Regions from separate parts of the Ovis aries genome. Here region 2 is linked to region 1. A link is a contact called in public Hi-C data. All regions are on one chromosome and are shown on one strand. The core of a region is the stretch at or near the end of the contact, and the rest is flanking DNA. Distances in the headings are between cores, read along the strand shown.

The links. A called contact is a pair of places that touch in the nucleus more often than the background predicts.
Region 2: a Hi-C map of hypothalamus shows a contact between it and region 1, with 2.5 times the contacts expected there. The contact joins the enhancer-like site here to the promoter of ODC1 in region 1. A contact is called at or near these places in 2 of 16 Hi-C or Micro-C datasets (hypothalamus and tail adipose tissue).

The regions. Positions count from the first base shown.
Region 1 is chr3:19,602,267-19,604,778 of ARS-UI_Ramb_v3.0, forward strand. It overlaps ODC1 (ornithine decarboxylase 1), which reads right to left and starts at 1,260. Exons shown (of 12, transcript XM_015094220.4): 1 at 1,044-1,260.
Region 2 is chr3:19,725,052-19,727,563 of ARS-UI_Ramb_v3.0, forward strand. No RefSeq gene overlaps it. Among named protein-coding and RNA genes, the nearest start is that of NOL10, 100 kb to the right of the region's middle. Within about 2 kb of position 1,255, at least 10 of the 54 cell types and tissues checked have an H3K27ac peak or open chromatin away from gene starts, as enhancers often do. A contact at or near this core is called in hypothalamus, where this site is marked.

The DNA of each region.
Region 1 (2,512 bases), core at 10-2,509:
GTGTATTTCTCTGAAACACATCACTATTAAGTATTTTGCTTCCTTGTATCTTTCAAAGCTTTTCTTCAGTAACTTTTGATACAGAGAAAGTTCACCCTAGAACACCTTTGGGTGTTTTTTTCTATATGGCTACGTTACTTAAACTGACATGGATTAGCAAAACATGGTCCTTCTCTGGTATGAAATTATTTTTTGCCAATTGGGAAACGTTAGACAGGTACCAACTCAAACCGCAACTGAAAATTTTACAAATCGATTAAATTTTAGGTTTGAATGAAATTAGCACATTTTGTCCTCCCTACTAGACACTCCTAAAAGGTTCTGCTCCCCACATCTTCCCTCGTTATTTCGGATTCTCAAACAGTCGGCCGTTTGGGGAAAATCTTGTGACTGGCTCCTACGTCTTAGTCGTTCGTCTGATCTTAATAATCTAAGGACTTTTCCTAAATCACCAAGTCAAAGATTCCATCAACATTTCTAAGTCCGGCCGAGCAGTATCAGTTACACACGGGTTATCTCAGCTCTAGCGATCTGAGTGGCTTTCTATATTGGGCCATTCGCTCTGTACACACAGCAGGGGGGGGGGGGACTGAAAAAAAAAAAAAAGGAAATTCCAGGGCAACACGGCGGAACGGCACGTGCACGGGAGGCCGGCACCCCGAGACTTGTGCCGGGCTCGCCTCCTGCCTCCTCCTGCACCTGCTGCCGGACCACCACATGGGTTTAAAAAAAATAGCGGCTGAAGGATCGATCTCCTCAAAGAGCTTCCGGCTCAGAAAACCCTCACTGACGTGGTTCAGAAAAGGTGAACCCTGGGCCGCCCCAGCGCCAGGCTGCCCTTGAGCCGGGAGGGGTCGGGTTCCGGCTCCACCCGGGACCCCCAAGGCCGACGGGCCGGGCTCTGCGACCACGTGTCCTCGCAGCTCCAGGGGCCCGCTATGCTCCGGCCTCCGGGACACGTGGCCGGCACCCCCCGCCCCTCACCCGCGCCAGCCCGCCCGCCCGCCGGCCTCCCTACCGCCCGGACGCGACCCCTCTTTTACCTCAGAGCGCAGGGGCGCGGCGGGCCAACCCCATGGAGACAACGCGCCGCCGCCGAGCGCTAAAGGACCCGCCGGCCGCCCCGCCGCCCCCGTCAGCCGCTCGCCCGGCCGCCCGCCGCCTCGCTCCCTCCCGCGGAGGACTGCCGGCCCGAGGTGGCGCCGGAGCGCTGGCAGAGGGGCGGCGGCGGCGGAGGCTGAGGGGGAACTGACAAAGCCCGGCGCGCCGCCGCGCCGCTACTTATAGCGCCGCGCGTGTCGTCATGGAGACACACCAGCTCAAACCAGCCGCGATCGGTTCCGTCCGGGCGTCCTCCCAGGGAGGGGGCGGGGCCAACTCGGGACGGGGAGAGGGAGGGGTGGGGGTCGCCGGCGGATCAACGTCAGCACCTCCCAGCCCCGCCCAACCCCGCCCCTCCCGGGCCCGCCGCCGGCCCACGCATGCGCACCAGCCGCGGGCTCCCCGGGGCTCCGCGCGCCTGGCTGGCCGCCTAAGGCGGGTAGCCGCTCGCACGCCAGCCGAAGGATTGCAAAACCTGCCTCTGAACGCCCGCCGGATGGCAGCCTGTGCGCCAAGCCAGCGCTCTCCTTCCACCTGGCATCAAATGCCGCGTGCCCTCGGGCAGAGAACGGAAATCGCTGGGCGCGAGCGGGCCACGTGGACCCCACCTGGCGGACCCCGGGCCCTTCTTTCTTTCTGCGGGGCGTCTGTATATGCCGGTGGGAGGACCTGGAGGTGATCCTGGAGCAGCTCCACCCCACGAAGAAGTGGGGCAGGAGGCAGAAGGGGCAGTGGTCAGCGGGCAAATTAAGAGGCACAGCTTTGGGCAGCTCTCGAGCCGCTGAGCGTATTGAACCGCGTCTGACATGTCCGGGTGTCTTCCTAGAAGGTAGCAGGCAGCCGAGGACATGCGAAGAGGCACGTTGCGCTTAAACCAGACTCGTCTAAGGGCGTTAGGGCAAGGGGTGGGAGGTAACAGGTCTGCAAGCCACCGGGCGATCCACTGTCCTTTGTATTGTTGTTCAGTCGCTCAATCGTTTCCGACTCTGCGACCCCAGGGATTGCAGCACGCCAGGCGTCCCTGTCCTTAACCATCTCCTCCTGGAGCTTGGTCAGACTCCTGCTGGTTGAGTCAGTGATGCCATCCAGCCATCTCATCCTCTGGCGTCCCCTTCTCCTGCCTTCAATCTTTCCCAGCATCGGGGTCTTTTTCTAATCAGTGGGCTCATCAAATCAGGTGGCCAAAGTATTGGAGCTTTATCCTCAGTCCTTCCAGTGAATATTCAGGATTTATTTCCTTTAGGATGGACTGGTTTGGTCTCCTTACAGTCCAAGGGACTCTCAAGAGTCTTCTCCAACACCACAGTTCGAAAGCATCAATTCTTCCGTGCTCAGCTTTCTTTATGGTCCAACTCCAACATCCATATATGACTACTGGGGAAACCATAGCTTTGACTATTCAGACCTTTGT
Region 2 (2,512 bases), core at 5-2,504, 120 kb after region 1:
CACGGCGAGTGGGCCTGGTCCGGTCATCTGGAGCCTGAACGTAACAGGAAGGCAGAACTAGAGGGAACTCCTCACGCCTGACTGTGAGCTCGGACACTGGTCTTTCTCTGACCTTTGGACTCAGACTGAAAATCTGGCTCTTCTTGGGAAAGACGCAAGCCAGCTTGCTGGCTGCATGGCTTGGGACTTGTCAGCCTTCATCATCACATGGGCCAATTAATTGCTAATAGTAAATCTCTTTATGTAGGTCTAAAATCTCCTATTGGTTCTGTTCTCTGGGGATCCCTGACTAATAGAGTCAGCGTGGTTAATAGCATGACCATATCTCCAATTTATACAGCCCAACAAACACCCAGAGCCTGTGGAGCTCATTAACTCAGAATTATTAATTAAGTGCCTGCTGTGTGCACGGGAGAATAACCACACAGGTCTCGCCACAGATGCAGAAGTTAACAGTCACAACGGTGGCTGGCTGTCCAGAGAAGACCACTAAGGCAGCTAAGGAGAAGGGAGCTTCTTAGTTGCAACAGAAACCAGCGAAATAGAGTTCACTTATTATTGTGAGAGTTACAGCCACGCCTCTTCTACGTGTGTTTTTCAAACAAACTTGTTGTCATGGTAACTCTCTTAAAACAAGATGCAACAAGGTTTAAAGAGCCTGAGAGCTAATTACAATAGTGCTTTATATTTAGTTACACCTTTCTTCTGAGGAGTCTAATGGACCTCATTCATTAAGCTCCATCCTCTGAAGTCTTTAGGGGACAGATATTATTAAACCATTTTACAGACGTAGACACCAAGGTAAGGATGGGTTAAGTGACTTGGCCACTGACAGGCAGCTTAACCAGGAGCAAGCCTGGGCCAGACCCACGTCTCCTCTTGTTTCCTTCTGTTTTCTCTACTCATCCATCTCCAACGGGGGTTTTGTAAGCCCTTCATCATGAAAGGCTCGGTTTCCCACAGTGTGATTGGGGGACCCCAGATTCTGCCACCATCCCTGTGCAGAAAAATCTGCCCAGCCTGGGAGGCTCAAGGATGGCAGGGATGAGGGGTGGGGGGAGGAGAGGCAGGGCTGTTGGGGGTCTGCAGGAGGTGCTGCTGCCTGGACTCTCAGCCCGTGGAGCCAACATCCACAGGCATGGGTGGCTCACACAGTTGGCCAGGGGCCCTGGGGCCTCAGGGCACGCCTGACACCAAGCGGCGCCCGCCTCAGTCACAAGAGTTGGACACTCAGTGCCAGCCACGCTGGCCAACAGGCTGTACCGTCAACATCCCAGAGAAACCCTGTGCTGGGGCCTCTGCTCAGCAGCTCTTGGAGGGGGCCCAGATCAGAGCAGCAGCTATGATGTCAGAAACCAAGGGGCTCTGTCCATCTCAGAGCCGCCGAAAGACAATCTCTGATTCTCAAGCTGTCTGAGGGCTTCTCCAGCCTCTCTGCCTGGAATGTTCTTCCCCTCCTTCAAGCCTTTTTCAGATCTCACGTTCTCAACAGGGGCTATCCTGACCAAGCCTCGTCAGCCCAGTGCCCCTTCCCACCCCCGGCCTCTCCCTGAGCTGGCCCTCATGGCTTTCATCACTTCACGAAGCCTGTGAGGTATCCTCTGTCCCCCCCATGAAAATGCAAGTTCTGCAAGAACCCGACCCTTGCACAGTGTCATCAATAGATACTGATAGGAACCATGTTTTTTGACTCAGGCTATTTTGACTCAGGATGAGCAAAAAGGGGGAGAAACAAGGGGCAGGGGGTCCCTGCCATGTTTTGGGTGTGTTGACTTGAGACTCCAGCAGGCACACAGATGAAGGGTGCAAGGCTGTTGGTAGGGGATATGGTCCTGAGAGAAAAGGGGGAAACCTGGGCACGCCTGCACCTACACAGGTGGGTGAAGACGAGCCAAGGACCAGACAGTGCCCAACACGCAAAGGAGTCAAGCAGCGGGGAGGAGAGGGTCTAGATGCGGAAATATTGAGATGAGCCCCCCTGGTCTACAGGGCTTCAGTAGAGGAGTGGGGGAGGGCATCAGGAAGGGAGGCGGGGAGGGGGACCTTCAACTCGCCTTTCAGAAACCCAGGCTGGGTAGGAGGAAAAGGGGAGGAGGGGAGGGAGGTTTCCACTCAAATTTTAACTCACAGTTGGAGCATCTGAAACAGGAGGAAGGCCCTTGGTCAGCCGGGTGTGTTGGCAGAAGCTGGACTGTGAGTTCAAAGGGACAGGACGGGGGAAATCCAATCAGGCAGGTGTGAGGGCCTGCTGAACGTGAAGGTCGGTCCCGTCAAATCCCGAGAGCCTAGGATTCGTGATGCTGCCCGGAGTCTGAAAGAAACCCAAGGCTAATAGGAAAATACAGTTGGCCTTCCTCCCACCCAACAGGAAAGTGTATGGCCCTCCAACTTTGAAGTGCCATCTGGGTTTCCATAATAGGCTTGGGTCTGGTTTCCAGCACCGTCAGAAAATAACAACTTCCTGCTCAATTAAGACATGTGTATGTTGGGGCAGAGGGGAGGGGTTGGGGGG